4 separate regions of the Mus musculus genome follow, and regions 1, 2 and 4 are each linked to region 3. The links are chromatin contacts, called in public Hi-C, HiChIP or PLAC-seq and promoter capture Hi-C maps. All regions are on one chromosome and are shown on one strand. The core of a region is the stretch at or near the end of the contact, and the rest is flanking DNA. Distances in the headings are between cores, read along the strand shown.

The links. Hi-C and Micro-C count contacts between places; a contact is called where the count stands out from the background. HiChIP or PLAC-seq counts read pairs in DNA pulled down with a chosen protein or histone mark. Capture Hi-C pulls out chosen DNA fragments and counts their contacts.
Region 1: a contact with region 3 is called in a Hi-C map of bone marrow-derived macrophages, with 48 read pairs. The contact joins the enhancer-like site here to the promoter of BC034090 in region 3. A contact is called at or near these places in 7 of 39 promoter capture datasets (the C10 cell line, the HPC-7 cell line, embryonic stem cells and 3 more), 1 of 15 datasets of contacts at CTCF or cohesin (the NIH/3T3 cell line), 9 of 484 Hi-C or Micro-C datasets (DN3 thymocytes, the G1E-ER4 cell line, Th1 cells and 5 more), 27 of 115 datasets of contacts at active chromatin or transcription factors (the 230-238 cell line, the HPC-7 cell line, the NIH/3T3 cell line and 17 more) and 3 of 9 other capture datasets (adipose tissue, liver and pancreatic islet).
Region 2: a contact with region 3 is called in an H3K27ac HiChIP or PLAC-seq map of trophoblast stem cells, with 12 read pairs. The contact joins the enhancer-like site here to the promoter of BC034090 in region 3. A contact is called at or near these places in 2 of 484 Hi-C or Micro-C datasets (both in embryonic stem cells), 15 of 115 datasets of contacts at active chromatin or transcription factors (craniofacial prominence, embryonic basal ganglia, embryonic forebrain and 7 more) and 3 of 9 other capture datasets (adipose tissue, embryonic stem cells and pancreatic islet).
Region 4: a contact with region 3 is called in a promoter capture Hi-C map of adipose tissue. The contact joins the promoter of Xpr1 here to the promoter of BC034090 in region 3. A contact is called at or near these places in 2 of 39 promoter capture datasets (the C10 cell line and hippocampal neurons), 4 of 484 Hi-C or Micro-C datasets (embryonic stem cells, large pre-B cells and rod photoreceptor), 1 of 115 datasets of contacts at active chromatin or transcription factors (pro-B cells) and 2 of 9 other capture datasets (adipose tissue and liver).

The regions. Positions count from the first base shown.
Region 1 is chr1:155,025,042-155,031,360 of GRCm38.p6, reverse strand. It overlaps Gm41980 (a long non-coding RNA gene), which reads left to right. Exons shown (of 6, transcript XR_001779499.2): 3 at 1,613-1,757; 4 at 2,488-2,543; 5 at 4,529-4,659. Among named protein-coding and RNA genes, the nearest start is that of Gm41977, 7.1 kb to the right of the region's middle. Within about 2 kb of position 3,245, at least 140 of the 459 cell types and tissues checked have an H3K27ac peak or open chromatin away from gene starts, as enhancers often do. A contact at or near this core is called in the 230-238 cell line, DN3 thymocytes, the G1E-ER4 cell line and 11 more, where this site is marked.
Region 2 is chr1:155,072,457-155,078,276 of GRCm38.p6, reverse strand. The region is part of intron 3 of Gm9530 (predicted gene 9530); the gene reads left to right. Among named protein-coding and RNA genes, the nearest start is that of Gm9530, 7.9 kb to the left of the region's middle. Within about 2 kb of position 3,201, at least 139 of the 459 cell types and tissues checked have an H3K27ac peak or open chromatin away from gene starts, as enhancers often do. A contact at or near this core is called in adipose tissue and trophoblast stem cells, where this site is marked.
Region 3 is chr1:155,242,837-155,248,925 of GRCm38.p6, reverse strand. BC034090 (cDNA sequence BC034090) reads left to right here and starts at 4,394. Exons shown (of 10, transcript NM_001370865.1): 1 at 4,394-4,740. The coding sequence starts at 4,697. Gm31102 (a long non-coding RNA gene) reads right to left here and starts at 5,797. Exons shown (of 4, transcript XR_878641.3): 1 at 5,447-5,797.
Region 4 is chr1:155,412,690-155,419,015 of GRCm38.p6, reverse strand. Xpr1 (xenotropic and polytropic retrovirus receptor 1) reads left to right here and starts at 1,572. Exons shown (of 15, transcript NM_011273.2): 1 at 1,572-1,850. The coding sequence starts at 1,782.

The DNA of each region.
Region 1 (6,319 bases), core at 1,996-4,495, 220 kb after region 3:
CCCTCCGGGCTGTGGCTGGGGCAGGGTCTGGTTTTAGTGGGTGCAGTTACTGATTTTCTGCTCAGGAAAGTGTTCCCTGGGCTTCAAGCAGTTCCCTGGACACCTTCAGGGTTTAAAAAACTCACTCTTGCTTGGTTTCAGCTCCAGTTAAGTGGCCCATGCGGTGTGCCACAGAGAGGAGGCGCGGTGGGTTGGGAGCCTGTGTGAGCCCCTCCCCCACAGACTTGTCAGAAAACAATCTCTTTTTTCTGCCCTTCCCTTGTCTTGCTTGCCCAGGCACAGCCTGGCGCCACTTTGTGATGAGTTGGTGTCAGGTGTCAGGGCTTTGATAAAGGAAGGAGTCAGAGTGGCCGCCACCTCCTCCCTCCCTCTGTAACCATGCCAGTCCCGAGGACCACCAACCCCTTGACACACATACACGTTTGATCACACAATCACGACGGAGTGGATTCTGTAACTGCATTAACCACTGCATAACTTCCATGAGCAGCAGCAGCAACCACATGGCCTCTTAGCCACACCACAGTCCCCTCTGCAACTGCAACATTGTAGCCATCTCCTCAATGTGTGTTATGCTGTCCCTTAGGGCCCTGAGCAGGACTCCCCACACCCTGTGCTAGGGATCTAGGGCTTTTAGGCAGGAGTGGGTGGAGGCTGGCATTGACTGGGAGCACTGGACAGTCTTCTGTAATGGAAGGTGTGAAACCCAGAGGGCTTCCCGGCACTTTAAGCTATATAGCCTTTTCTGGTGGATCGAGACGATCACGTTGTGCTCTGCTCTGCCGTAAAGCAGGGATAGAAATAGGGTAGAAGAGACTTACCTGTGTGCCAGGAGTGTGGCCTCAGGTCTCCTGAAAGCCACTTTCTCAATGGAGTTGGATTCGGCCGCTGTGTGATATCAGCACAGTCTCTGTGAAGGATGGATAATTTCAATTCTCAAAACTGAGATAAGAATCAGCAGGGAGTCTGGCCCCTGGACATGCCTGTGGGGCATTTTTTCCAACGAGTTAATTGAGGTGGGTAGATCCACCCACTGGGTGTCCCATCACCCACTGTGTGTCACATCTGGGGTTGGCCTGGGATCCTGGACTGTATGAGAAGGAGAATCAGCTGTGTACAAATAGTTGTTATTCCCTTGCCATCCTGATTTTAATGTGCCCAGCTGCTTCAAGCTCTAGCTGCCCTCACGTCCCTGCCTTGTCGGACTGCACCTTGAACTGTGAGCTCAAATAAACTCTCCCAAGTTGGTTTTTCCAGGCTGTCTTCTCACTGCCACAGAAAAGAAGGCAAGGCAATGTGGCAGGGGCCTGCAGTGTCAGCCCATGCTGGCCGTTGGGCCAGCTCAACCAAAGACAGGGCTCTCGACCCATGATGGGAGAGCAAGTGTGTTGGAAGCTGCAACTGAGGCTGGTGTCCAGCACAAGTCAGGTTTCTTCCTGCTGTCTCTGCATCCCTGGTAATTGTCATTTACCCCTGGGGTCACAGCTGTCTGCCTACTCCATCACCCAGAGCCTTAGGCACTTGGGTTGCCCAGGAAGCAGGGTTGGCACCTGCTATGTACCTGCACAGTGACAACCAATAAAGTCGCTCTGGGGTTTCTGCTTCTTATTAGGATCCCAGGATGGAATGGAGAGGGAAGAGCAAAGACACAAGGCCGCTTCCCCACACTCTCCAGGAGCTCTGAGGGCTTAGATGTGTGGGTGGCGGTGCTACTGGAGGACGTGAAAAGAAGCACAGGAAGGGACACAGAGGCAACGGTAAGAAATAGGTTGGGGTCACTTCTTAAGTATGAAGCTAATTGCTATAGGGGAGCAAGCTTGTGAGTTCATACCTCCTGAGGGGCAGAAAGCCCAGCTCTGGGGCCACAGCAATTGGGAGAAGGGGTGAGATAAGGCTACAGGAGCCCCGAAGCTTCTGCTGAGGAGGCTGGGCTTTACATAACGAGCCACTGGGAGTCACGAACACAGGAAGATGATTCAGCCAACACATGGCGGCACAGGGAGACAATTCTATCTTCCTGTGGCGAGGGGGCGCAGACTCAGGTGTTAGCATTCATAGCAGCCGGAGCGGAGCAAGCCTCCGTAGCTGGGACACCGAACTGCCTGCCGGGGATCAGGAAGGCCGAGGGGCAAAGGTGGCTTGTGGGGAACTGCAGGAACTCTGGCCGAAACGTGGGGGCATCCAGTAAAGATGCGGCTAGGTGTGGGTGGGCAGGAAGAGTTAGGCGTTAGGGGGCTGAGAAGGAGGGGCAGGAGGGACCAGCCGTGGGGGGAGGGCTTTCTAAGTCCGAGGGAGTAGGGTCTAAGAGCAGGCTTTCTCTAGGTCATTCCCACATGCAGGTGAGCCGGGAAGACCAGCTGCTGGTCTTTCCAGTTGTCAGTGGCAGGGGAAGCCCAAGTTTCCATGCAGGGGGATTGCTGGTTCTGCTGACAGGCACCCCGTGCTTCCTGTTTCCTGATTGTAGAGAGAGCTATGTTTTTCCTCCAGGGAAAGAGGAAGTAGTCCCACAGCTGTCCCAGTAGCGGCTTCTGAGGTTCACCAAGGTATGTCCCTGGTTGTCTATTGGGCCTTTGAGTCCCTGTCCAAGATCCCAAGCCCATTGGGCAGTGAAAAAGGTTTTCTTTGTCTTACCAACTTCTAGGCCAGTATTTCCCAACTGTGATTAAAAGGAGCACCACCTAGGGAGTTATAAATAACCCTCGTGCCCAGGCAACAACCAAGACCAATTGAACAGAGTCTGAGGGGGAGAGCGTATTTGAAAGCACCCTGGAAGATTGCAGGGTACAGCCAAGCTTGGCAATCTCAAGTCCAAGTCCATGTTCCCGTAAATGGTGCTATTAACAATGGAGCAGGTGTTCCTGATGTCCTGAAAATGTGGCAAGGCCAGTCCAGGCTTCAGGGAAGGGCTTAGCAGGGGGAAAGGTCATTACCGATGTGAACAGCTTCTTAGTTACAAAATTGTCTACTTCCTCCTTGTCAGACAGCTGTGGACACCTGGACTGGACCCTTGTCCCTGTTCTCTAGGGTTGGGACAATTCCACACACACACCTGTTCTTATCTCTAGAACAGATTCAGGCTATGGTTCGAGTGTGTAGCTCGGACTGTTAAGCTAGCATACGGGAAAGCTGAGTGACTTTAGCCACCTACTCCAGATTTTCTCTCCCCAGGTTGGAGGTTGTGTTCAGGGTACCAGCACGGTCTGGTTCTAATGAGGGCTTGCTCATTTCCTGGCTTGCAGACAGCAGCTTTCTGCTCGTATCTTCAAAAGACAGAGGAAACTCTGGTTTCTCTTCGGAAGGTTAATCCTTCCAGACTCCAGTCTCCTCATGACCTCACTTAGAGTTAATAATCTTCCAAAGGGGTCCATGGAATCAGGGAGAGAGTACGGATGTCTTTCCTCTATACTTGTAGTGTGTGTGTGTGTGTGTGTGTGTGTGTGTGTGTGTGTGTGTGTGTGTGTGTGTGTGTGTACACGAGTCTCATTGGCCGCACAGGCTACCTGAGAGGGAGGAAGTGGGAGGAGTGGGTGGCTGCTCTTCTTGGCTGATCTCTGGAGACCTGCCTGCAGGTCTTGCAGTTGTGCACGCCCACCACACTGCCTGTCACCTCAGATGGATGATCAAGTCATACAGATGCATCCTCAGTACTTCTGGCTCCGCCTCCGTGGGCGGCGCCTCCCTGGCTTAGCAAGTCTGTGCTTTGATATTGAACTGCTTTTCTTTGCTCTGGGTGATTTCTTCATCACTGCCACTCATTAGTGTTCTTTGTTCCCCACAATTCGCTGGGGTTTACATAATGCTACTCGATTTATGTATTTTAATGCACACATTCTCATTTCGTTTCATTCAGGGAACAGGAACGAGGGTCCAGTCCAGGTGCCCACAGCTGTCTGGCAGGGAGGAAATACACAGAAGCAGTTCACACTTGTAATGACCTTTCCTTTGTACTTTTCCTTTTAAATAACTTTTTGTTTTATTTAGGCTGTGCACGGTTTCATAACTTACATCTTTTTAAAAAATCAATAATTATTAGCTATTCCTTTATATCTCTAAGGATCCTGAATATTTTTTCTTTTTTTAAAAAAGACTTATTTATTTTATGTATGTGAGTATACTATTGCTGTTTTCAGACACACCAGAAGAGGGCATCAGATCTCATTACAAATGGTTGTAAGCTGCCATGTGGTTGCTGAGAATTGAACTGAGGACCTCTGGAAGTCAGTCAGTGCTCTTAATCGCTGACCCATGTCTCCAGCCCTATATTTTTTTCATAACATCTATCACTACTTGGCATATTATCCTTCCCACAGTGTGTGTGTGTGTGTATGTGTAAATGTATGCGCCAGTGTGTATGCATGTGTATGTGTGTGTTTGTGAATGTGTATATGTGTGTGAGTGTGTATATGTGTGTGCATAAGTATGTGTATGTGTGAGAGTGTGTATAGTGTGTATGTGTGTATGTATTTGTGGGTAGAACAGATGATGTCACGTGTCTTGCTACATGGCTTTCTACCTTCTTTTGAGACAGGCTCTTTCACTGAACCTAGAGCTCACTGATTCAGCTGGGACAACTAGCAGTGAGCTTTAGGGCGCTGCCTCTCTCCTCCCGAGCCCAGCGCTGAGATTAGACCCCTAAGGCCGTGCCCATCGTTTTTTTAGGTGAGTGGTGGAGATCCAAACCCAGATGCCCTGCTTGCAAGGCAGACTTCCTAACTGGACTCAGTTCCTAACAAGTACTCATTTAGACTTTACTAACGGAACCATCTCAGCTTTGGATTCTAAACTTTAAACTTTTTCGATTTTATCTATTGCTGCTAAGTGTTTGGAGGGGCCTTTGGATCATCAACTTACAGTAAATACTACGGTGCCTGGAAGTCCTGTAATTAGAACTCATTTAGAAGACCATCAAACCTATTATAACAGGGCCTTAGGGGTTTGCTCTTGAAACTGCAGAATACTGATGTCTGTCACTGTTAAAGTTCACCTTGTTCCTCCTCCTCAGTCTAGGAGGGGGCGGGGGTGGAGGTGGGGAGGAAACAGAGGCCAAGGGATTTGCTTCAGGCCCTGCATCTTGTTAGTAGCAGAGCCAGGACGGCAAACCTGATTCCACAGCCTGGGGCTTTGTACTTTTGCTTTTGAACATCCACTTTCTTTCACAGCATGACCTGCCTCTGAGCCTCACAGTTTACAGGCCAGCTCTGGCTGCACTCTGTCCCCGTGGTCTTTCTCTCCCCAGGCATATGGCACATAAGTGGGAAAGGAAAAGATTGGACTTTAATAATTAGATGGTGACAGCTCAGGAGAATCTCTGCATGGGACCAGAGGCCCACAATGGATGAAAACACATTTTATATACGCCACTGCCCTCTAGTGGCCACAATGAATGTCAAGTCTACCAGATGAACAGTGAAGGCAAACATTCAGGCATAGTCTGAACTCTTAGCCCCGCATGGAAACATACACTGGGCCCCATTTAGTTGGTATTCAAGTGCCAAATGAATAACATATAAGCTTATAGAACCCAAATCTATTCTCTGATGCTGATCATCTGAGGAGCACTGCCAAGAGAAATGTAACAGCCACTTAGTAACAAGATTCTCAAACCACATAAACTAGTTACTGTTAGTGCTGTATTCTACTTGACACAAGTTGCCCAAAAAATTATTATTTCAACATTAATCAATAGCTAATATGAAAAAGAAACATATATCTTCTTCTGGTACTGTTTTCTTTCTTTCTTTCTTTCTTTCTTTCTTTCTTTCTTTCTTTCTTCTTCTTCTTCTTCTCCTTCTCCTTCTCCTTCTCCTTCTCCTTCTCCTTCTCCTTCTCCTTCTCCTTCTCCTTCTCCTTCTCCTTCTCCTTCTCCTTCTCCTTCTCCTTCTCCTTCTCCTTCTCCTTCTCCTTCTCCTTCTCCTTCTCCTTCTCCTTCTCCTTCTCCTTCTCCTTCTCCTTCTCCTTCCTCTTCTTCTTCCTCCTCCTCCCACCTCCTCCCTCCCTCCTCCTCCTCCTCTTCATTTTGATATTTTCCAAGACAAGGTTTCTCTTTATAACAGTCCTGGCTGTCCTGAAACTTGCTTTGTAGACCAAGCTGACCTCAGACTCACAGATTATCTATCTGTCCTACCTCTGTCTCTAACCCTAACTCTGCTGGGATTAAAGGCGTGAACCACTATACCCCACTATACCTGGCTTTTTTTTTTGAGATGGGTTTTGTGTGTCCTGGGTCATGTAGCCAAGACTGACCTTAAACTACTGATCTCCTGCCTTTAATTCCTAGTTGCTTGCCTTACAGATGTGTACCACATGCCTGATTTATGGT
Region 2 (5,820 bases), core at 1,952-4,451, 170 kb after region 3:
CAGAACAGGAAGGGCACAACCAAAATTCCGTGAGATCTAGGACCATGGAATGTTGATGAGGTGGGAATAGTTCAAAGGAGTAATTAAAAAAAACAGGGCTTGAAGGAGTCCTGCTCTTGGGTCCTGGCTTCAGAGCGAGGTACCCAGCTATCTCTGTAGACCTATGCTGTGGCCTGGGTCATCTAAGGTATAGGGGAATCAGAGGGGAGCGGGATTTTATTTTACTTTGAATGTGAGAATAGGCTGGGGGCGGGGGAGGTGTTGCTCTGTCTTCATATGGATCATCTCAGGGGTCTGTGAAGAGTGAGCAGAAGCCAGGGGCTCAGTTTGACAAGGGCTCTGCAGGGGAATTACAGGATGCAGTTGTGAGCTGCAGGAAGCTCCTCTCCTGCCTGGATGATGGATGTGACAGGCTTCTGTGAGAGAGGCAGCCAGCTGCCAGTTGCTTTCCTGGTATTAGCAGTTGCTGAGGGGGTTCATCTGGAAAGCCCTGGTGGGTCTTATGCACAAGCCAAAGGAGGGCCAGAGGCACCTCACCTGAACCCAAGGGCCTCAAAGGCTCCGACACTTAGGAGGCAGCCATGGAGTCCTACTGGTACAGTCTAGGCTGTAGAGGTGAAGGCTGAGTTGGAAGCTGAAGGGAGTGGGGGTTGGGGGTGGGGGGGGTGGGGGGTGGGGATGGATGAAGGAACTAATGCTTCTCACATGAGACAGAATGACCCAGAGTGAGGTTCATCCCCCACGCACCTCCTCAAGCTTCAAGAGCTGAGTTACTGACACATGACCCAGGCAGCTCTGGTGCAGCCAATCTTGGCTATTCCCAGGTCTCTGAGCCTTCTTTGTGAGCCTCGCTGCACCTCTGACTATTGCCAGCCTTTGTCTTGGACAGTTTGACTGCTCATCCTTGGCTGAGATATTTAAGAGCTAGTTGGAGTTAAACTTAAATGGGTCTCAGCTTGAAATTCAAAGCTGCATCCAAGCTCTCTAGGAGCAGGCGTTCAAGCCTTTGTGTCTGGTCCCCACCTGCTTTCCCCTTGGTTTTGTTTCTTTGAAACAGTGTCTCATGTGGCCCAGATCCGCCTCCAATTTACTATGTAGGGGCAGATGACCTTAAGCTCCTAATCTTCCTGCCTCTACTTTTCATGTGCTGAGATGACAGGTACCTACCACCATGTCTAGCTTCCCCTGCATTTTTAAAAAACCCATCCAGCATTTGTAGGGAATGCCTGTAGTCAATCGGAAATGCTGGAGTTGTCATTTTCCTGAGAATGCTCAGCTCTCACCTGGGTCCCTAACCCCTGTGCTGTTCTCTCTCCCTGGAACACTCTCATCTGTGCCTCCACTTGAGAGATGCCTGGCTCATCCCATGAGACCTCCCTCCCTCCCTCCCTCCCTCCCTCCCTCCCTCCCTCCCTCCCTCCCTCCCTCCCTCTCTCCCTTCTTTCTTTCTTTCTTTCTTTCTTTCTTTCTTTCTTTCTTTCTTTCTTTCTTTCTTTCTTTCTTTCTTTCTTTCTTTCTTTCTTTCTTTCTTTCTTTCTTTCTTTCTTTCTTCAGGGGTTCTCTGTGTAGCCCTGGCTGTTCTGGAACTTGCTCTGTAGACAAGGCTGGCCTAAAACTCAGAGATCTGCCTGCCTCTGCCTCCCAAGTGCTGGAGAGAGAATTTCTCTGTGTAGCCCTAGATGTCTTGGAACACTCTCTGTAGACCAGGCTGGCCTGGAACTCAGAGATCTGCCTGCCTCTGTCTCCCCAGTGGCGTAAGGCTTTTTCAAAGAGCTCATGTTTCTCAGAGGTCCTTTCCTGATACCCTCTACTGCCCAGTCTGGAGGAAGGTGTTCCTTCTGAGTCCTCCGGAGGAGTGTGTGCAGGCCCTGGTCACAGCTGCTTCTTTCTTTGATTGCATTGTGGTGCATCTTCGTCCTTAGTCTCTCCAGCAGGGAACCACTTTCTTCTGGGCCTCCTCAGTGTCTAGCTGAGAGCCTGATGTGGAACTGGTGATTTGTTTAGCTGCTAATTGTCCATGTCCCCTTGTCCCAGTAGAGTGTAAGCTCCCTGTGACCAAGAACTTGTTTTTCTCATTTCCTCTTAAACCTGGTATTTATCACAGCCTGAAACAAATATCTGTTGAGTGAATACATAGAAGTCACGGGCTATGATTCACTTTTTATTTCCCCTGGAGTGCCCTACTGACCTCATGTGAGGTCCTCCGCATACCGAATGGTTTAGTGGGATGTATGTCCAGTGCTCAGCCTTACGCAACACGTTTGGTCTTCTCTGCTGGGTTCTTTTCCAGTCTGTGCTGCTGTGCCCTGTTCCATGGAGGACACCTAGCTCTGGGCATGAACCGTGAAACACAAAGGAGTGAGACCTCATGAGCCTGACCTGGGGCTAGAGCACAAGACACGGATACATGCTAATCCCCCTTTTGTATCATTTTGATATACGACTCATTTTTTTTTCTCAAATGGGGTTAGAGAGATGGTTCAGCAGTTAACAGCTCTCGATGGGCAGTTATGGAGACCAAAGTTTACATCCCAGCATCCATGGTACCCCACAGATGATGTAACTTCAGTGCTAGGTATTTGTTTGACAAACCTGGCCTCTGTAGGTACACACACCTGTTTCTCTCTCTCTCTCTCTCTCTCTCTCTCTCTCTCTCTCTCTCTCTCTCTCTCTCTCACACACACACACACACACATACACACACACACACACACACACACACACACACCCTCTATCAAGTAAATGTAAGAAGCATGCTTTCTTGGTATCACACCCTCAAAGGTGTTCCTTGCCTGGGAGCTTTTGTTCCATGCTCTGGGAAGAAACTTGGGGGAAACGGCTTAAAATAACCAGTTTCCACCGGCTCTCTCACTCTTTCTAACTTTGGGTCAAACTCTGACTTCTCTGCTTCTCTTTTCTCAGCTGGGAAGTGCTTGTTTCCTGCGCACTGCTCTGTGGGGTTTGGTTATGTTCAGCTCCTGCTGCATCGGCTGCAGGCCACTCACTAAAGGTGTCTTTCTTCTCTTCCTCAGTGGTTTTGTAAAATGGCCTGGCCTCCTGGCTGGAGAGACCTGGTGAGCAATGTTGTTGAACATGGGCTTCTCTCTGGTGGGAAAACCAGACCAGGAGCGAAGGGTGACTAGGCCAGATGACTCAGGATTTGGCAACTGGAGCATTCTTTGGAGCATTCTGTAAACATTGGTCAATAGAGTCTTGCAACATGCCCCGCAGGTGGGAGGCGGGAAGAAACAAGGGTGTGGAGGATGTGGAGGCAGGGAGGAGGCCAAACGTGTTGCTCACAGAGGACAAGGGTGACGGGCTGAGACGTTTGCTCCTTCGCCACACTGGCAGGAGGTACCCTCTCCAGCAGGCTGCAGTGGTGATCAGTTCTCATGGTCCTGGTCTCTTTCTGCCCTCTCCTCTTTCCCACCAACCTCACAGAATCCCGCTCCCCTCCCCCCTCTGAGAGTAATTCCAGTGTTCTTTAAGCTCCCTTCCCAAACTTTATACCCCAAAGCCACAGAAAATCAAAGTCCAATATCTGGGCTTATTATAGGGGCTGGAACAAGGACTTGGGCAGCAGAGGCTTTGCCCAGCCCTCTCTCGGTTAAGTGAATATATACCTCTTCAGCCCGCAGCTGTGCTTTCTGCCCATAGGTTCCTGGGAAGCTCGTTGGGAAATACTCAGGAAGGTGGGTGAGCTTTCCTGGCTATTAGTTATTGCATCTTGAAGTCCTAAGGCTTCTGTATCCTACCCACCATGGTTCAACATTGAGCGGGGATCCCAGGGCATTCCCTCTTTCCTCAGCAGCCTGTATCACTCCAAGGCGATCACAAAAAAGGGGAGATTGGGGCCAAGGGGCATGGCTCTCCTGTCTTCTCCATAGAGGTGGGCCTCTCCTCCCAGAGATGCCTTCTTCCACTTCAAAGGGATTGGTTCCTGTCCTCCTGGGAATACCTAACTGGGCTGGGCCCTCTGCAGAAAGAAAAGAGAGGTCAACATGAATGGACAGCCCGGCTGAGCGTATATCCGCTCTTCCTCCTCCCTTACTCTGCCTTCTGCCTTCTTTTTTGGTGGAAGCTAGAGGCAGGAGACCTCAGGCCTTCTCCCACGTGGCCAGTGAGTCACTAGTCACACTCCTGCCTTTAGGGGCCTTGTGGTCAGGTGCCTCCGAGACCCTTTGTTCTGCTCATGGCTTACGCTGATGGCCCCAGGGGCCTCACTTCCTCAGTCCCTAGGCAACTGCTGGCTATGGAGGCACTAGCTCTAGTGCAGTGAGCCAACTAGATGTGGACTTTCTCTCCAGGGGAGTCTCTGAAGGGGGAGGGGAGAAATGGGGGAGAAGGAGGATGACATCAGGGAGGAGATGGGCCATGAGAGCCAAAAGCCTAGTCGCCAGGGATGTCCTCTGTAGTTCCAGTCATTTCCAGATGAGCACACTGGTAGTCACACATGAGTATTCCGCTTGCAAGTCATCACAGGTGCTGGGCTCACTTAGTCCAACTCCATCCCATTCCTTCTCCCCCTTTCCAGTTCTTTCCCCCTCTCCATATTTCATCCTGCGACCCTCAGTGAGGATGAACTGTGTCCTTTACCCCATGGTGGTTCTCAGAGTGTGGCACCTGAGCCAATCGCATCTGCATTAGCAGGGTACTTGAAATGCAAATCCACAGGCTCAGCTCCGACCTAGGGAATCTGACACACTCAGCAAACAGCACAGCCACCCTCAAAGGGACTCAAAGGCTTCAAGCACTGCTTCGGTACCATGTCTGTTAGAGGCAAAACACTTAAGAGTGGAAACACTGTCCATAACAGAGAGGCCAGGCAGGTTCCAGTAGATGCTCTACTGAGCTCGGTTCCTGGCCAATACCCCCACCCACCTACCCTGAGCAGCTTGCAAAAGTTACTGGAGGCCTCTGTCAGTCACAGACAACAGGAATGCTGAGCAGGCGATTTCTGCTTATACTGCTCCTGATGCTGCTTTTGGGGGGAGGCATGCGGTGGGGGGGACGGGACGGGACAGGATTCGGGACAAAGGCTCAGAGGTAGAACTGCTCTTCTTTTCACAGTGTTGTGAAATGGGGAGGGATGGTAAAAGAGAAAGAGGAGAATGAACCTAAGGGGAAATGGCTTCTCCTTTAGTAGCTAGCGGCTTGTGTGAGGAATGAGGTTAGTTGGTGGACTAGCCTCTTCTCTGGAAGGGTGTCATTTGGTTTTCTGGGTGCTCCCCAGTGTGGAGCACAGAGTACGGTAGAAAGGGGGGCTGGATGAGCACTCAGGAGAACCTGGGCGTGGTGCTGTAGGCCTAGAGTCTCCGTATTTGAGAGACTGAGGCAGAAGAATCCCAGGGTTCAGAGCAGCCTAAGCTAAAGTGTGATTCTATCTCACGAAGGCAGGGGAGGAGAGAGCGGAGGAGGGGCGGGGGAGGGGAGGGAGGAAGCCGAAACAAGTCATGAAAGATGAACAGTCTGGACACGTTTGTTGTGGCTTGAGGCAAGTCTTGGTGGCCTGTTTCTCAAACTACACAACTGGACTGGACGTATCAGCTTCACTCATCTGAAAACAGTGCTTTGAGGATAAGATGAGACCCTTGTAGAAAAATCCTTGGAAAGCTAAACTGTTTGGGACTTGACAATGCTAGGTGTGTGTGTATGTGTGTGTGTGTGTGTGTGTGTGTGTGTGTGTGTTGAACCCAAAGTACAAGCAGTTTTGAGGGGCAGTCTGTTAAGTTAGAAAGGCCAATTGACTTAGAAGTCAGGAAATCTGTATTCTGCTTTCTTTTTTCGCCTCCCTCCAACCTTATTATCAAGAGTCGGCTG
Region 3 (6,089 bases), core at 3,145-5,644:
TTCTTCTTCTTCTTCTTCTTCTTCTTCTTCTTCCTCCTCCTCCTCCTCCTCCTCCTCCTCCTCCTCCTCCTCTTCCTCCTCCTCCTCCTCCTCCTCCTCCTCCTCCTCCTCCTCCTCCTCCTCTTCTTCTTCTTCTTTCTTTTAGTTTTTTAAGACAGGGTTTCTCTTGGGGCGGTGGTGGTGCACACCTTTAATCCCAGCACTCGGGAGGCAGAGGCAGGTGGATTTCTGAGTTCGAGGCCAGCCTGGTCTACAGAGTGAGTTCCAGGACAGCCAGGGCTATGCAGAGAAACCCTGTCTCGAAAAACCAAAAAAAAAAAAAAAAAAAAAAAAAAAAAAAAAAAAAAAAAAAAAAAAAAGACAGGGTTTCTCTGTATAGCCCTGGCTGTCCTGGAACTCACTTAGTAGACCAGGCTGGTCTTGAACTCACTGAGATCCGCCTGTCTCTGCCTCCTGAGAGCTGGACATTAAAGGTATGGGCCACCGTCTTCCAGCTAGGGCAATCTTTCTCATTCCTCTGTCAGATCCTCAGCCCTGAGGTTCAGAGCACAGTGGAGAACCTGGGAGGGAGGGGTCTACCTCATCCAAAGGCCCCTCAGAGAGTGGCTCCTCTATCTGCTCAAATGCCCTCGGGGCTATGTTCATTTTACCAGACACGCTCACACCTGTCTATGCTGTGTATACACTATTCTTTCTCAGATGCATTTCCCTCTGGCTGCCCTCTGCTCATTCGGAGCCCCGGTTTGCCAGTGACACCCTTTCCCACACAACACCTTCCCTTCATTCAGTTCTTCCTGCAAGCAATTTACACCTGACAAGTGCTAGACTGACCCGAAGCTCCAACAGAAGTGCATATCCTGTCTCCTCCTGCTTCACTATTGCTGGAAATTCCTCAGGCTCATAGTCGGCGGTGCTTCATTTTGTTCTCTAGTCCTGAGACAGCGGAGGAGTTCAACAAATATCTGTGGAAATAAGCTGAATTTAGATGAACGGAGAGGTCCCCTCGGAAACGGGGCTAGCATGAGAAAGCTTTGTTGGTTGTTGTTGTTGGTTTTTTTTTTTTAGACAGGTCTTGCTGTGTAGCCCTAACAGGCCTTGGTAATTGATTCATACAGCCCAGGCTCATCTCAAACTTGCAGCAATCCCTTTGCTGTGGTTCCTGAGTACTGGGATTGTAAACACGCGCTGCCATGCCCATGTGACAGAGATCATTTAACATAGCATTTTAAGAATTTGCTCTTTGGATCCTTGGGATCCGAAGCTACTCCTCTTCCAGCCCAAACAAACCTAATGAGTAAACCAAAGGTGACTGTTTGCATCTTAGTGGCCTGAAGGGGTGGGGGAGGGGAAAGGCAGGGTTCACCTTCACTGAAACGTTCAGAAATCTACCTTGCAGGTCATTAACTTCCTCAGGAGCAAGGGGCCAGGAGCCCTGGAGAATTACCCGTGGAAGTCTGAGTTATTAGAAGAAGCAAAGCAGACCACCGGGGAGCCAGATAGATAGAGATCTTATCTACCGATAGAGATGGGACTGGGTTCACACTCTAGCTACGCCAGCTGCGTGGCCGGGAGGAAGCCAAAGTCTCTTGTACCCCAGATTTCCACACCACCAAGGTGGAGGCACACTATTCCCTTTTGTCAAGATTTAAGAGAGCCTATGAAGTGCCTTAGTTTTGTAGGTTCCTATAGGGTGCAGCAACTATACCCCTGCCTGTGGAAGACAGGAAGGAGACTAGCTTGTGTTCAGGATTCACCTTGGACATCAGAAATGAGGTGAGACAGCTAGGACCACCTGACAGCACATTTGGGGTATTACAAAGAGCAGCCAGTGCTCCTAACCGCTGAGCCATCTCTCCTGCCCCGATGAGAGGTTTTATCATCTGGGTTTTGGAGACAGGTCTCCCATTTGCAAGGTTGGTCATGACTTTTCCTCTTTCTGAGGATGAGCTGAACTTGTGTCCTTCCTATTTTTGTTTTGTTTTGTGTGTTTGAGACAGTGTTTCCCTTTATAGCCTTGGCTGTCCCTGAACTCACAGAAATCTGCCTGCCTCTGCCTCCCAAATGCCAGGATTAAAGGTGTGAACAACCACCAGCTGGCTACCTCTTAGGTACTGTGACCAAGTGTGAACACACTACCACACCCAGCTATTCGGTGCTAGGGATCAAACCCAAACCCAGTGCTTCATGCTTGCTACGAAAACACGCTGCCAACTGAGCTACATCCCAACCTGATTTGAGGAGTTTGGATCATTTCTTTTTGACAGGGTCTCACTGTGTAATACTGGCTGGCCTGGCTCATCATGTAGACCAGGCTGCCCAGACTAACATCTTAAAAGATCCACCTGCCTCAGCCTTCCAAGTGCTTAAATTAAAAGGCATGAATCACCACCTGACTTGAAGGTTTTTTGTTTTTTAAGATTTTTATTTTTATTTGTGTGTATGCCATGTGTGTGAAGGTACCCCTGGAAGTCAGAAGGGGGCATCAGACTCCCTGAAGCTGGAGTAAGAAGCCCAGCCAACTCCAACACACACACACACACACACACACACACACACACACACACACACACACACACATACACACACATACACACATATACACACACAAACACACATACACACACAAACACACATACAAACACACACACATACACACACAAACACACATACACACACACACACACACACACACACACACACACACACACACACATGAGTGCTGGGAACCCAACTCCAGTCCCCTGCAAGAGCAGCAGCAGGTGCTCTTACTGAGGCATCTTTCTAACCCCTCGATCTGAATTTTCAAAAACGAAATATTTCATGTTCTGCTGCAGACGCCAACCACCACACTCAATATCGTGTCCGTCGGGGGTTCTTGAAGACCTGCCATTTACCAGCTTTGTTCCGATTGGTCACCTCATTTGTACAAAGGGACAATAGTTCTGAATCTTGAGGTTGCAGCAAGAGGCAGCCACTCTAGGGACTGAGTTGTCAGTGTATGGTGATCGATCAGCACTAAACCAGAGCAGAAAGTGCCTTGTGGAGGAACTTACTCTGCGAACATGGCAGGAAGACGCTTCAGACCCTGCTCCACAGAGCCGTGAGCCTTGAACCTGCTCACTTACACAGGGTTTGCCCAGGATAAACCCCTTGGTTCCTAAACCGGTCCTGGGCCAATCTACTGTCAGTTTCCCAGGGTGCGGCTCAGACCAGATTGCCTGCCTCGGTGTTCCCTCCCCCATCCAGCTCCCTTAAAGGGAGATAGACATCCTTTCTGTTTCCATGGGACTCGGTTTGAACCCAGGGCCTCTTGCACAATAGGCAAATTCTCTACACCCATCCCTACATCCTCAGCCCATTTCTCCCCTTTTCCTTTTGAGAACATGTCTCACTAAATTGCCTAGGCTGGCCTCGAACTTGCAGCAGGATCCTCCTGCTTTAATCTCTGAACAACTGGGACTACAGGATTACACCCGCACAAGGGGTAGAACTGCCCTCTCTCTCCTGTGCTCTGCTAGGACCTTAGCTTTGTGCATCCTTTCCAGTAGCTACACCGGCCATCTAGCAGCACAAAAGATTAAGTAAGTGAAACTTGTTGGCCAAAGAAAGAAGAGAGACCACTTTCTCTTTTCAGAGACGTCTGAAATGTCCTGGTTCTTCTTACTGTTCCTTTGGGGGTAGGGGAATAGTCAAAATGGGTTTGGACATTGGAGAGACTTAGTCACCTCCTGGTTAGAAAGAGGAAGCTCCATGGATTTGGGCACAATTGCCAGCCATTTGGTGGCTCCTTCACGGAGGCCTGTACCCAGGTCTGTTCGGGAATCCTCCACTGCCCCAGAAGCGGTCCCTTCCCCAAGCAGCTGGCAATGCAGGCCCAGCTCTTGGTGGCTCCGGATGAGCAGTCAACGCCAGCTTACCCCAAGGCCTCAACGAACCTTGAATGATCTTGACCTAAGAGGGCGCCCAAGGGTGATGGGGCGGCCCTGCGGAGAAGCCCACCGACCCATCCCGAAACGTTCTCCACACAAAGTCCGGTCCTCAGCTTCTCGCTCCAGCGGAGCCGGTGGAGTCGGCTGAAGCTTGTCGCCTTTTGCGCTCCGGCTGCGCCCCCGAGTCACCCGGGCGCCCCTCCGCTTTCGCGCCCGTGTCCCCGGGGAGGGAGCTGATCGGCGCCCGGGACAACGGCCCCGTGGCAGCCAGTGAGCCCCAAATTCAGGGCGCATCCTCCGGCCGTCTAGGCGGCCCTGGCTCCAGGAGTGGAGCGGAGCCGAGGAGGCTCTGGGCTCCCGGCGTGCGCCCGGGTCGAGTGGCCACGACCCTGGGAGGCCGCGGGAGGCTGGGGGGTGGGGACAGGCCGAGGTCGCGGCTCCTCCAGCCCCTTCCGCCGCCCCTCCTCTCGCCTTCCTCGCCCTCTCTTCCCAGGCCGGCCCGCGAGGCCGCTGGCTGGGCCTTTCACCTTCAAGCAAAGCTATGAAGTAGCGGTCGCTACGGCTCCAGGCGCCCAGCGGGGCCAGGGGCGCCGCGCACTCCTGCCAGCCCGGCCTCGCCTCGTGGGACCCGGGGCGGGACACGCTCCGGGGACGAGGCCTGCGGGCCACACTCCCGTCCGCCCGCCCGAATTCAGGGCGAGTCCGGCCCGGGACTCTGCAGCGGCCCCGGACGGGGAGAGTGGGGCAGGGCCTCGCCTCTCCGAGGGATGGAGGGGATGGAGGCGGCGGCCAAGCCCGCGCGCCGCTCTCAGTGAGTACCGAGAGGACCCGGGCGGGGTGGCGGGGCACACCCGGGGACACCCGACCTCCGGCCGCCGCAGAGCTGGAAGGGTCGTGGAGGCTCGCCCTTCCTGTCCATTTTCATTCCAGGTTTTTTTCTGAGTTAGAGCATCGGTGCTAGGAGTTACGACATCTTCCAGGAAGGTCGTCCGGAGGCCTTCAGTCCCGACTGTCTCATTCCTTAAGGTCTGCGGACAAGTCTAGAGCGAAGCTCCAGGGTTGACCCATCAATTTTTCTAAAAGCTCACATTACAACCTGGGCTTCTGGATTGGATCTCAGAGAAGAGGTAGCTGAGCCACAAAGAGAAACCTAGTACATTTTCGATCAGTGATTCTCAGTCTTAATGCTGCGACCCTTTAGTACAGTTTAAGTTTATCATGTGGTGATCTCCAACCATAAAATTATTTTCGTTGCTACTTAATGACCGTAATCTTGCTACTGTTACGAATCATAATGTGAATATCTGATATGCAGTATATCTGATATGCGACCCCGTGATGCCAAGAACCGCTGCTCCAGATGATCTAGTAGAGAAAATGACTTCTACTATCCCTAAACTTCACAGATTTACTGCTGTGAAATTCTGTGTTATATATGTATCTTGCTTCATAAAATATGTATATTCTGAAAAACATGTTAATTTAATAATTATAATGAATTACTTTAAGAGACTTACCTTTAAGAACATCTTATGGTGGATCCCTATTGTGAGAAGGGAATAATTAACCTCTAATATATACTCTATGCCCAAATTCTTACACGCTGAGAGTTTACTTCCTATGGGACACAGGTAGACTAGGGTGACTTCTGAGTGTTCTGAGTAGTCACTAAGACACAGTAGCTTATACAGGGAGTAAAACAGTTGTCACGTCATTCTCTGTAAAGCTATTGGAATCAGCCAGGCCACCAAGGGGCCGTATAATTCTAGTGAGTCTTGGGACCTCTGCGGACTCAGGTCTTACCTGAGAACAAGGGGTGCGGTTAAAGGCTCACTGTTCTCGGAGAGTCCTGGCTTGGAATGGAAAGGTTCTGGTTACAAGCTTGTCTCCCCCAGGGCATCTACGTGATGTAATTTCTCTATGCCTCAGTTCTCCATCTGTTAAAAATAATATTTTTATTTATATATTATATAATAAATAAATATCTTTATTTATATAAAATAACATTCTATCACAGACATAATATAAATATATTATTTTAGAGAGTGTTGACATGTTTGAAAAGCCTTTGCTTGACATAGAGCAGATAGCTTATCGTTTGTGACTGTCACTATTACTTCTTTCGAGTACAGCTTGACTCTAGTCTAACACTTTTTCACT
Region 4 (6,326 bases), core at 323-2,822, 170 kb before region 3:
TTGAACTCAGGACCTCTGCTAGCTCTGAGGCCCCTCTCACTCCAGCCCAAAGATTTTATTTATTGTTATATGTAAGTACACTACAGCTGTCTTCAGATACACCAGAAGAGGGTGTCAGATCTCATTACAGATGGTTGTGAGCCACCATGTGGATGCCGGGATTTGAACTCAGGACCTTCGGAAGAGCAGTCAGTGCTCTTAACCACTGAGACATCTTTCCAGGCCCCACTTATGATTTTTAACTAAGAATATATGTGTGAGTCTGTGTGTGGGTACTTGTATGTGAGTGCAGGTAGGTGTCCTTGGGTGCCACAAACATCCCCAGAGTTGGAGTTAGAGGTGGTTATGAGCTGCTTGCTGCTTGACATGGATTCTGGGAATGAAACTTAGGTCGCTCTTCGGAGCCATCTCTCCAGCCCCCTGACGATTCTTTCACCAGAGGCTGAGGCTTCTGTTCAAACATTTGCCAGAAAGATGTGCTTTTTCTGAGCAAGCCTCATACCCTCTCTTTCTCTTGAAGAAACATTCATAAAACCTTATTAGAAAGGGGAATTTAGAGGAAGGGAAGGAGGAAAAACATATGGCGTTTTGAAGTATGTGTGTGTGTGTGTGTGTGTGTGTGTGTGTTGGGAAGTCAACAGGGATCTATATTGTCACAGGTACAATACTTCCTTAGCAAACCTTTGAGTCTCATCAAAGTTGTAAGAGTTAAAGAGGATAAAGTTACATGTAAGGAGTTTAGAACAGTGCTTGGTACAGGGACAAGAATAGACACACTTAAAAAGAGAGTCAGCTACTATGTTATCCAGGGCTCCACCATCCAAGGTGAGACCTGGGCTTTTCCCTCAGATAAGTCCTTCAGGGCAGTCACTCTCACATGGAATATGGTACTTTGCTGCCTCTGTGGTATCTTTCCAGAGGTCAGCCTGGATACAGGACTGTCACACAGGGACTGGGTGAGGAGAGGATTCTCTTTCTTCTCAGCATTGTTTTCCCTCTCAAGTTTGCCCCCCACTCCCAGTCAGCTGTATCACAAAGTGTCAATCCTGGTTTGTATCTAGATGTTTTGGCCTTTCTGGTAGCACTAGGACTAATTAGACAATTACATTGAGATACAGAAGCAGCACAAACTTTCTGGCACTGACATTTTAAATTGAAAGCAAGCATTTATTGAGCATCTACAGCATGCAAATACAGTTCCCTTAAATACAATTGGCTCTTAACTGTTTCAACTACTCAATTTGGACCACTGCTGATTTATCTTTAAGGGTTTTATGAAGAATCAATATTAAAATGGAAATAATATTTGCACAGTTCTCTGCAAATATCAGCGTCTTGTGTGGATTATTGTTGCTCCAGTACCAATATTAATTGCAGTAGCAACATTGTTGTTTTTCCCAGGCAGAGTGTAGAAAGCAGCTGTAGGCAGACTGGAGGCAGGCGGAAGAGGTCAGGGGAGGTGCCTTCCCACGTCCGGCCCAAAGGGGCGGAGCAAGAAGGAAAGCCCCTGAGGCCACGCCCCACCCCGCCCCCTCCGTCGGAGCGGCGTAGGCGGTTACCATGGCGATGACGTCTAGAGGGCGGGGCGGGGCGGGGCTATGGAGAGGAGGAGGAAGATGGCGGGAGGGCGGCTCTGAGGAGACCTCGGCGGCGGCGGAGGAGGAGAGAAGCGCAGCTTCGCGCAGCGCCGGGGCCCATGTGGGGAGGAGTCGGAGTCGCTGTTGCCGCCGCCGCCGCCTGTAGCTGCCAGAGCCGGGTGGGAGTGAGGGGGACGCGGCAGGATGAAGTTCGCCGAGCACCTCTCCGCGCACATCACTCCCGAGTGGAGGAAGCAGTACATCCAGTATGAGGTACCTGGGGCTGCTGTGGTTGGGGCGGGCTCGGAGGGGCTGTCATCTCCCTAGCTGCGACCTCCGCCGCTGCCTTGAGCTCCCCGGCCCGGGCGGACTTTGACCCACCGCCGCGGGGAGCCACTGCGGCATCCCCGGCGCTGCTGGCCCCCGGCGGCCAGGCCGTCCTTCCCCTCCCCCGCAGCCCTCTGCCGCCGGGGTAACGGATATGCAGGCGGCGGCGAGAGGAAGGGCACTGCCGGGCTGGGGCTGGGGAATGGTGGTGGGAGGCCAAGCCGCAGGTGCGACGGCGGCCCGGGGTCGCGGCGGTTCGGCGCCACCCCCTCCCCACTCACCCTGACCTCCGGTCCCCACCGCCAGAGATCACCCCCTCTGCCAAGGTTAGGTGCTTCTCGCTGCTCACCTCTCGCCAGAGAATCGAGCTCTTGCAAGATAAACCCCTCCAGCGATTGCCTTCAGTCCACCCAGCCCCGTCGGCTTACCTCCACTTGCTCACTGTTGACAAAGGCTTTGTAACAGGATTGAAACTTGGTGAAATGTGTATCGCCTAATGCAGTGGTTATAGTTTTCAAAAGCATTGAGCCAATAGTTCTGTTTTGATAAGGAGACGGTTGTCTCTGTCTTTGTACTGACTGCACGAACTATACAGAATAATCACATCTTTGGCTTTTCACTCTTCTCTGGTTTTGGAATGGAGGGAAGAGAAAGGAGGGAAGAGAATTATTTAAAATTTCAGGTTTTCTGCTAAGTTTTTGGTAGGGAGAAAAATCACTGTATTGTGAATACAGTACCTTACTTGTGTATTGCACGAGACATGTTCCTCCTTTCAGTTTCTTCCTCTTGCAAGGCTTTTGGAGGGTTTTTAAATACATGTTTTAAGGAACCTTGCATCAATATTGGGAAAAGTAAAGACAGTGCAAACCACTCATATACTTAAAAGGTAGGATACCTGAAAGGCATTTATTTATTTATTTATTTATTTATTTATTTATTTATTTATTTATTTATTTATTTATTTGAAGCTTGCAATAGGTTATTCTCAGAAGCTAGTAGTTCAGCTCCTGGAGAGAGAAAAGACAGCGGGTCTGTAACCTCCAGGAATTCACATCTATGGTATGAGCAGGAACAAAGAGTATAAAATCAATAGGAACATGCACACACATACTAGCTAGGTTTTATGGATTAAAATATTTTGGATTTCCTTTTTAACTTTTATATGAATTTAGTGATAGGATGTTTAGGCAACAGCAGTCAGTCATTTATTCATATAGCCTGTGTAATAATTGAAGACCAGGGAAAGGGATAGTTAGGTTAAATAGAATCTTGAAGATTGTAAAATAAGTTTGTTTGTAATATATTGTATTTAATGGCAGAAACGAATGGCTCATTACTAATACTCTCTTGTCAGTTTCCTTGTAACCTTCCTCTGCCGCATTCTGGAAGAAAAGGTCCTAACAGTTCAGGCTGTGGAGTTGTTGATTTATTGTTTGTAATAACATTCAGTCAGTTTTAAAGCCTTGGCTAGAATCCAGATGGTGGGTTCCACTGAAAGAAGGGCACTGGGTTTTCATCTTCCTCCTACCACTTTGAGCACCGCTGCCAGCTCTTCCCAGAGGTTAGTGCTGTAGCATGCTGGAGAGCTTATTACTGTACAGTATGGGGTGCTTGCTTTTGGTCAGAGGAACCGGACTTGGATATATCCCTGTGATATATATCTAAGTATTTTAACTTTGACTATTTTATAGAATTAATGTGGACTATCTTGGACTAGAAGGGGAAGCCTGATATAGTTTAAAAATTCGATTAACCCTTGATTTGTAATGTCAGCTTTGTGGCTGGAGTATCCACGGTGACTCGAGACTCCTCAATGTACACAGTCTATTTGGTTACTATTATTTCTAAATGGTTACTCTAGATTGGTCACAGTGGGACAGAATTCCTGTGCTTCTGAGTGACTGCATTATCTTTCTCAGACCAATTATAAATGACTTTTTGAAAAATTCATTTATTGTAGATAATTGAAATTTGATTCTACAGAGATTCCCCTACTATGTAGCTCCTACCTCAGTAATTTCATCGTTCCATAGGCAAGATGAAAAATAAGGGGCCTTTTTTCTTTGTAAGTTGGAAGCATTAAAGACATTTGCATGGGATTGCAGTCTTTGTGTTGTGTATTATTTCAAAGACTTGGTGCTATTCCTTTAAAAATAGCATAAAGGTATGAGTAAGAATTTTTAAGATCTGGAAATGTTAGAATGTTAGCTACTTTAAAACATCAGGGAAGAGACCCTGTTTCCTTCCTCCACCCCCCCCAAAAAAAAACAGGGATAAAAGGTATCTATATTTAAAAGTTAGCTTTTGCTAGGGGAAAAGACCTTCACTTAATTTTTTGTAATATGTATTTTTACATAGTTGAAAATGATGCTCTCTAAAACAGTTATCAGAACAGACTTGGATTTTTCAAGCCTTGGTGATGAAATTTTGATGTATTACCCTTAGTTCAAGCCTAGGTTGCCTTCTAGTGCCCTGAGCCAGCATGCACTGGTCAGCTTCTTTGTTTACGTCCGTTTATTAAATATTACTTGAATCAGGAGGAGCTTCAGATAGGAACTGATTATTTTGTTTATATCTATAATTCTATGCACCATTTAATTATATGTAATAGTATGGATGCTTGGCTGCATTGTAAGTGCAGGTTTTTGTGTATGTTAGCTGTGAGGCCCTGAAGAGAATGTTTTTGCTCTTCCTGCTTTCTTCTTTTTTTTTTTTTTTTTTAATAAAAAAATAGCCTTTTAAGGCCTATTTCCTAAGTGTTTGGCTTAACTTTTAATTCTTTTTATTATTGGATTGCTGAAATTATTAATGATAGTAGCATATTAATATCCTGAAAATTATTGGACTTAAACTAGAAAAATGTACATTCATAGGCAGAATAAGCACAAAAGACTAGAGAAACATGGAATATACAGGACATCTAGGTGATGCTTTATAGTTTTACTGGGACTAAACACAAATGAGCAGAGACTATTGTTGTTTCTAATAACCCAAGTACAAATCTCAGTGTGGAAAATAGAACATCAACACGTCTTTCTAACAGTACTTTCAAGAAATATGGAATCAATGGTTGTATAGTTTAGAGGTCTGTAATAGGTTAATCAAAATTAACCAGTTTCATCCAAACAGACTAGTATGATCAGTTACTATTTTACAGAATATTAGCAAAAGAGGCAAATATGTTTGAAGCCTTTGATTGATGATGTGATTTTTTCTCCGGAGGGTCCAGGACTAAGTGGCATTTTTCAGTGTGTACTGTAGAAGGCATAAGATGCTAAAACAATGAGCTCTCTAGAGTTCAGGAATTGAAATGGAATTTAAAGATTATCTGCCTCCTTGCTTTATGTGTGAGAGAGAGAGAGAGAGAGAGCGAGAGCGAGTGCGAGTGTGAGCGCACGCGCGCGCGCGCACACACACACACACACACACACACACACACACACACACACACACACACACACGGCTTCTTGAACACTGTATGTTTTAATAATGGGAGCCAGGTCACATTAACTGTGTGACTCCTCTGATGAAATAACTTCCTCCTCCTGGAGTTTCAGGCTGTTGATCTGCATGTAGTGTTGGAGAACTGAACACTGATGGATTCCGAGTAACCCTCATGTGATTACCGTTCATCTACATTTCTGTGCTTTGTTGTGGTTAAATTAAGTTTATGGAGAGAATTTAGGGAACTATTTTTAAATCCTAATATAAAATTAATGATTAAAAATCATCTTTTCAAAAACTTTAATGAAAAGCCAGGCATAGTGAGTGGCTCCCAGCACCAGGGAGGCAGAAGCAGGAGGATCTTTGTGAGTTGAGATCAGCCAGGTCTACATGGTGAGTTCTAAGACAGTCAGGGTTACATAATAAGACCCTGTCTCAAAAACCCAAACCAAACCAAAACCATAAATAAATAAATAAATTTGAATACATTAAAAAACCTAATTGTTTTAAATTGAGATTTTGTTCTGTGACTGGAAGAACCAGTGAAACTACGTTTCCATTGCTGGGGATTGAACCCAGGGCTTTGGGCATGTTAAGCAAGTCACCATACTTGAGCTACAACCCCAGCATAAGACTTACTTAACTTAAATAAACAAAAGTCATGGTCATGATAGGAGCTGTACTTCCTTATTTCTCAGTAGGAGGAAGCATTGCCATAGTGTTGTTGTGATTCTCAATTCTAGACCCTCCCATGGGAAAACTTGTGTTGCAGGCTTCAGTGTCTCAAAGGTATTATGTTGATTAGTTAGGGTTCACATGCCTTGCTGGAACTTGTTTGAAATTTCCAGTTCAGCCACCCGATGGAGCACAAACCACACTCTTCCTTTACGGGACTTCTGCAAATAGAAGTACAGTGTAGTGTATTTTAAATAGTGCTTATAAATGATTGTTAGTGAGATGCCTGACATCTACAAATAT